2 separate regions of the Mus musculus genome follow, and region 2 is linked to region 1. A link is a contact called in public Hi-C data. All regions are on one chromosome and are shown on one strand. The core of a region is the stretch at or near the end of the contact, and the rest is flanking DNA. Distances in the headings are between cores, read along the strand shown. Region 1 has its middle 44 kb from the start of Gm29960. Region 2 overlaps 4932412D23Rik (RIKEN cDNA 4932412D23 gene).

Region 1 (3,612 bases), core at 705-3,204:
CAAGGCTCCTACTTGGATGCACTCCCTGAGTGTGTTAGAAGGCAAACTCAGCACGAAGATTAAAAGCAACAAAGGAATAGTAAGCTGCAGTTCCAGGGGTGGTTCATCTCAAACGATTAAAATTTATGTACATGTGTGTGTTAAGAAAGTCCTTTGCTGAGCTAGTCTTGAGAATGTTTGAAACTAGGATGTTTTTCATCATAACCTTGATTTCCTTAGCAGGCTGGAATTAGTTATGGGCTCCAGTGGCCCAACACAATGTTGTTCTTCTCAACTGAAGCTCCTGGATGTCCATTCATATGGACTGGACCATAGTCTGTTTCCAAAGACCATGAGCAGAGATCAAAGAGTAGGTAGCTATGGGGTAAAATGTGCCAGAGTTTACCTAAAGAAGGGACTCAGTCCTCAAAAGTGTGAGTCTTAGTCTCTGCACGTCAGAATATTTCCCATGGTTGCCATGGTTCCTTTATCTCAAGTCACCCTGGTCTACTCAGAAACAGTGGCCCTAAGATGACACTCCCAGAGAAGGAACCCATGATCTTGGCCAGGGAGAGGGTGCATAGCAGTGGCTGGCTGTCTTCTGTGAACTGGCCGTGCCTTTTGCTGAGATTTTTATCTGTAGAAACGTGCTGCACCTGGCCCAACCCAAAACTGTGTTAATGAGAGATGCATGGATATGGATGAACTCACAGGGCCCACCTTTACACTGTCTATGTGAGAGCTTCTATGAAGGAAGTGTCCACACTGGATGGCGGTTAAGTCATTGGCTAACTTTGAACTCTTTGCAAGTTTCTATTTCTCTGCCTTATGGCAAACTTATCTATTGTTTGTATCTCAGCTGTTTCTTTAACATGGGACTGCTGTTGCACGTTTATTATTTGCAATCTCCATTTCTCAATGTACTCGAGTTTTAATTCCATATTGATACTCTCATTCCCATAAGCAACATTTTTTTTCTCATGTCCTCAGAGTTCTGAGAACTCCTCTTGCTTTGAATTGGCCTTTATATCTGGGCTTGTTTGGCTGTTTCTAAACTTCCATCCATGAATATTCCTCTATTGTTACCTGAGACAGGGACTCTCTCCACTCCCTGCTGAGTCAGTGACACATTGTGCCATTCAAGAGCGGTTTCTTGAGCTGATGGATTTTAGGGAATAGAAAGCGAAAGCAGGCAATCAGACAATCCAGACAATAGGTTCTTTCTACCTGTAAAGCTCCATCACTTTCATTCCAAAATCACCTTATGTTGTCATCTTGTAAGTAACCTAGCTGTGTGCTGTGCGAGGCGATAGTTCTGAACCCCACGCATTCCATTTTTGAAGTGACTACAGGTTGAGATTTTGCACAGCAATTGGTATAAGTAGTTTGTCCTCATGAACTAAATGCCTGTTGTCAAGGATAGGAGCTGTCCGGCTACAGTCCTACTTGCCTTGCAGTTTCAGCACTGTATTCAGAAAGTGTTCAATCATTGCTTGGGAAACTTTGTAATGACAATATTACTTTTTTTTGTTTGTCTTTTTTTTTTTTTTTTTTTTTTTTTTTTTTTTGCTATGGTTTCTTTTCCTTGAGTCATTTTTTTTTTCAGAACTACATTATGAAACCATTTCTTCTGTCCAAGAGTTGCATTTCTCTATAGAGAAATCATCTTCCTCCATCTTTTGCTTAATTAGCAGACTTTCTTGGTACTTCTCTCCCTTCTCTCTGACAGTTTCCCACTATTGTCTGTTTGCAGCTGTTCACAGTTGAGAAACTGAGTAGACATGTTAATGTGTGCCCGGTGTGTGGGAAGAGCACCTTGTGTTTCTCCTGGACTGGCCAGGCAGCCTGTTCCGACTTAGTCTTTCTAAAATAAGCTTTTCTTGGCAGCCGGGGGGGGGGGCTGGGTTATTTGCAGTTTCATTCTGTGGAGGAAGTTCTTGCTTGCACTAGTGATCCGTGTTTCTATTTAGGCACACACAAACACTCGGAAGCTCCAAAATGCCTCTTGTCTACACTGTGCATCAAATGCCAGAGTCAACCTTGCTCGTGAACTTGTCCAAATGACTGGGAGCCAGCTTATGGCTTATGTTACAGGCTCTCTCTCTCTCTCTCTCTCTCTCTCTCTCTCTCTCTCTCTGTCTCTCTCTCTCTCTCTGTCTCTGTCTCTCTGTCTCTCTCATTCTCTCTGTCTCAATTTATTAAATTTTTCTTTATTTACATTTCAATGTTTCCTCATTTCCCCTCAGAAAACCCTCTATCCCTTCTCCCATCGCCCTACTCCCCAACCCATCCACTCTTGCTTCCCTGTCCTGGCATTCTCCTAGACTGGGGCACAGAGCCTTCACAGGACCAAGGGCCTCTCCTAACATTGATGTTTGACAAAGCATCTGCTACATATGCGGCTGGAGCCATGGGGCCCTCCATGTGTACTCTTTGGTTGGTGATTTAGTCCCAGTGAACTCTGGGGGGTACTGGTTGGTTCATATTGTTGTTCCTCCTATGGGGTTGCAAACCCCTTCATCAGTAAGCTCCACTACTGCTTTCTGGTCTGCTTCCATCTCTTTCTATGTGTTTCTCAGTTGTACTCTAACTATTAAGAGACACTGTGCCATGAAATAGATTGCAGTCTTTGCAATTGTCTTTAGAATTATGCCCAAGATGAAATATTTCCATTTGGGAATGTTGACCACTTTGACATTGTTTATTTATTCTCCCCAGAGGCTTTGAGACAATGATATTGACAGCCAAGAGAGGTTACAGAGGTGTCTGCATTTCTGCTTGTCTAGGATGACAGTCTGAGGCACCGATCTGAGATTCTCATTCTGAGGCATGTGTTTCACGGAGTAGGAGGAAATCAAGCTAGTTAATCCGCCTTCGATATGTTTTGCAGCTGTTAGGACTTCATGACCTTTCCACAAAGACACAGAGGATCTCACTGATCAGAGAGCAAGCTGGAGGGGACAGGCTGGAGGCCTGGAGAGATACCAGGCTTTGAACAAGATGCAAGGTGATTGCCAACTGTCTTGTTAATGTGGGCAGTGTCTCAGTGAGCACAACATCTTTTAGTTTCCCAGTCTAGCTTAGGAATTTCCATTTTTCCCCCAGGATATTCAAAAGTATAGGAACTTGGAAGATGAGTGCTTAATGGGAGAGGCAGGGCAAACTCTTTGTGTGTGATTTTTGAAACATAACTATTTTGTTCATTGAAGATGAGGAGAGCTTATAGAAGAAGCTGAAATTGTCCAGTTTCTTTTCACTTGGCAAGTGAAAACACAGAACAGTCCTTCCTGGAGAAGGAAGGAATGATGGAAGGACTACATTACACTGTTGTTTTTTTGTTTTTGTTTTTAATATTCATACGCTGCTTTTTTGGCCAAGGTAGTCTTATCCCAAGAAAGAAACAAAGCTTTGTGCAAGGGTAATACTTGCCATCTTCCCAAGGCAGTTCTGTCCAGAAATAGGATAATAGTGCTAACCTTCAACTGAATCTCATTACTGTTAAATGGGATATATTCAATTTGAAAACATATTCAAACTGAAGGCATCAATTTGATGTGCTCTAGGAGCTGTGGGCTTCCTCCTTCTCTTATGATGCTACATCCCGTATCTTCCCTGAATTTTACCCTGCAACTC
Region 2 (3,612 bases), core at 773-3,272, 170 kb before region 1:
CATTTTTGCAGATGAAGATCTAAAAATTGGAATTTTACTGTGAAAGTACCCACCTTACTCCACAAAGCAGGCTTGCATGCATGAAATAACTTTATTGTTTGAGTGTTAATATATCAGCGGCCTGAGAGGGGCAGGAAGAAGAACATGTTCTTTTTCAAGGAGAGTAGTTGCCTGGTAGTTGCCATAGAAACTGGAAACCGATGTACAGATATCCTGCTAGAAAATTTCCACATATTGAAGATGTCTTGCTGTCTGATCGATAGCTAAGAGAGTTTGATTAGCTTCATTAATTAAAGCAGAGGTACCTACAATGGAGAGAATGTGTCTTAGCTAATATGCAAATCTGTTTCTTGGGGTCTGAGAAAAATATCATGTAAGTGTTTTTAATGAAGCATAATGTACACAAGTGCACATATCATAAGCATAGAGCTTAATGAGATGCCTCATAGTGGATGCGGCTGTGCCTCTGATTCAATAGTAATAATATCAAAAATGTTAGTAACATTCTAGAAGCAATTTGTGTGCTCCCTTCTAGCCAGTGCTCTTCCAAAGAGGCTCCTAGCACTGTGTGTGTGTTACTTCACTGTTTGGAGGCTCTAGAGCAAGGGAGCATGCAGCATGCAGGTGTGTGTGTGTGTGTGTGTGTGTGTGTGTGTGTGTGTGTGTGTGGTTTGTTTTTTGTCTTAAGTCAGTTTTCTTACATTCAACATTACACCTGTGTGTAACATGACTAGGGTTTTTTTTTCCTGTACTTTTTAATTTTTATTTATTTATTTATTTATTTATTTATTTTATTTATTTATTTTGGTTTTTCAAGACAGGGTTTCTCTGTATAGCCCTGGCTGTCCTGGAGCTCACTTTGTAGACCAGGCTGGCCTCGAACTCAGAAATCCGCCTGCCTCTGCCTCCTGAGTGCTGGGATTAAAGGCGTGCGCCACCACGCCTGGCCTAATTTTTATTTTTAAAAGTATTTTTTTGTCTATAACATGTATTTTAGTGCTTGGTGCCTATAAGCAAACCGAGTATGCTTCCAAGTTTAAATGATTCTAAGATTAAGGAATGACAGCACTTATTTGAATTTCTTGACATTGGCTCACGCCTTTAATCCCAGCACTTGGGAGGCAGCGGCAGGCAGATTTCTGAGTTAATCTCATCTCATTAATCCCAGCCTGGTCTACAAAGTGAGTTCCAGGACAGCCAAGGCTACACAGAGAAACCCTGTCTCGAGAACCAAAACAAAAAACAAAAACAAAACAAAACATAAAACAAAACAAAACAAAATTTCTTGACTTGAAACCCAAGCTGAATTTATGAGTTCAGAGAGAACCAATTGTTCATAGCCATAAACTATAGTGACGCCAGCTAGAGATTGCTTATGTATTGTTGAATACCCACTATGCATGAATCTTTGAAGGTATTCTGATAGTTATGAAGGCAAGTAAAGGAGGAGGAGGAGGAGGAGGAGGAGGAGGAGGAGGGGTGGCAGTGGCTCATATTCTCAAGGAGTCTATCAGTCTTATCGGGGAAACAGAGCACTAAACTCAAATGATTATTCCAGGCAAAATTAAGAATCTACAAAACAGAAACAGCTGAGAAGATGCAGGCGCATCGATAAAGCATGACCCATCTCCCAGAAACCTATAAAAGTCCCATTGAGATAAACTTTGAGCTTCCTCTAACCTTCCAGCTTCTAAGATTTCATTAAAATTCTCTGTACAAAAGTAGGATCTTTATTCCCACTGGCTAGCCATTAGAGTTTATGGCTGTTCAGCGTATCCAGCACTTAGTCAAGAGGGGGCAGCATTCATCCTTTTTCTGAAACGAGTAGAACTCTGGCTGCCTGTCTTTCTAGGAAAAGAATACTTTAATCAGATAGAATTTCAGAGCATGCATATATTTTATGCCCCTGTTTTAATTGTTTGTTTATAGAGATGGTAACTGATGTGTACAGCTATGTTACTGAGACCAACAAATGAGTCCTGTTTAAGTAAGTGGAGCTGTGTCAGTGCCCAGAGATCCCCTTTCTCTGCCTTTGTCCCTTTCCTGGGCGTGGCAGCCTTGCTCAGACTCAGATTGCAAAAGGGCGGTGGCTGAAATGAACAAAAGAATTCAGACTTCTACTTTTCCCCAAAGAAAAGGCCAGCCAAGGGGAAGCCCCGGGAAAAAAAGGACTGTGTGTCTCCCATTGTTCTAACTATCTGATGCTTTCTTTCTTTTTCTTTCTTCTGAATGTTTGTTTACCTTAAACCTGTATTTGTAAGCATTGTTATTATAATAAAGGTAACTAAATAATCCCACTGGGGATTAGTGGCTGCCTTCTGTTTTAGGGGTGGTCTCCTTATCAACCAAGTAACCCTTAGAGCCCTTAGAGTTAAAGCAATGCATAGTGCCTGGTAGTTCTTTTCCAGCAGAAGCAGGGGCAGGGGCGTGGTAGTGAAAACTGAGAGAGGTTTAGCTGAAGCTATCAGACCACGTGTCTCTCTGACCTCCAACTGCCAGACCTCCAGATAACCAACTCCCTTTTGTTAGTGAGCCACTTTGATTTTAATGAGAGACATATAACCCCTCCCATGTTTTACGTGATTGACTTTGAGAAAATCAATGTTGATGGCCAAAAACGCCAAATTAACATCAGAGTAGATTTCCTTATACTGTATACAGCCTTAAATAGCCCTCTGAATGACATTTTGTTTTTTATTTAAGGAGTAGACCTTAGCCAAATGTCCTTGAATGATAAAAGAGAGTTGGCCCTCCCCATAATTAGCTTTTGTAAATATCAAGTCAAGGGTCAGAGCAAAGGTCATCTGATTTCTTTCTTTTGTGTAGAACAAGGGGCTTTAGTGACCATGACTGATTTTAGATCCAGCAAAGAATGAGGTCATTGCTTTTTACACAGACTGCATTGGATGAATCACAGAAACCATGGCAGTAACGTGAATACCAAATAATAACTGATAATTTGCGTACCAGTTACAAATACGCCTAATCTTAGATCTAGTAAAATGCTTTACTCTGTCAAGGAAATGAGGCTGCGGGATCAGCTCCTGAAAGGATTGCCAGTGACCTCATGCAGCTGTGATGTGAAGCTACAAAGCACTTGTCACATGCCACAGCTGAGGTCAGAAGTAGATCCTATCCAGGGACTTCACAGAGGGCGATAAAAAAAAAACCTCCGACTTTTAACTCTTTCAGCACTAGTCACGTAAACGCTACAATATATAAAATTTCAAGCTCATTTGAGAAATAAGACAAAAAATATTTTCATTTCTTTTGAAATTAAGCATCAGGGTTTGGAAACCACTTCTACTTAAACCAAACAGTGATTTCAAATGTGTTCATCAAGTGATGCTTTAGACTTTCCTTTTTAGAAAAAAAAAAAAAAAAAAGAAATAAAAAGGAAAAGACAGAACTGCTCCTCGATATGGGGGAGGAGGGATGTCATTGTAGATGAAAGGGGGAGCTTAGCCAGACTCAGAGACATCTGGGAGAATCCCGAGTGGACATGACCCTGAGCCATCGGAGTATGGGAGGGAGGAGAAGGGAGAGGAGAGAGAGGGAACCAGTTGCAGCAACCTATAGGGCAAAGATACAAAAAGTGTGGGTAACCAAAAT

Evidence for each region. A called contact is a pair of places that touch in the nucleus more often than the background predicts.
Region 2: a contact with region 1 is called in a Hi-C map of the N1E-115 cell line, with 5 times the contacts expected there. The contact joins two enhancer-like sites. A contact is called at or near these places in 3 of 484 Hi-C or Micro-C datasets (the N1E-115 cell line, cerebral cortex and cortical neurons) and 3 of 115 datasets of contacts at active chromatin or transcription factors (embryonic stem cells, extraembryonic endoderm stem cells and trophoblast stem cells).

The regions. Positions count from the first base shown.
Region 1 is chr16:42,606,708-42,610,319 of GRCm38.p6, reverse strand. No RefSeq gene overlaps it. Among named protein-coding and RNA genes, the nearest start is that of Gm29960, 44 kb to the left of the region's middle. Within about 2 kb of position 1,954, at least 9 of the 459 cell types and tissues checked have an H3K27ac peak or open chromatin away from gene starts, as enhancers often do. A contact at or near this core is called in the N1E-115 cell line, where this site is marked.
Region 2 is chr16:42,780,796-42,784,407 of GRCm38.p6, reverse strand. All of the region lies in intron 1 of 4932412D23Rik (RIKEN cDNA 4932412D23 gene), which reads left to right. Among named protein-coding and RNA genes, the nearest start is that of 4932412D23Rik, 93 kb to the left of the region's middle. Within about 2 kb of position 2,022, at least 134 of the 459 cell types and tissues checked have an H3K27ac peak or open chromatin away from gene starts, as enhancers often do. A contact at or near this core is called in the N1E-115 cell line, where this site is marked.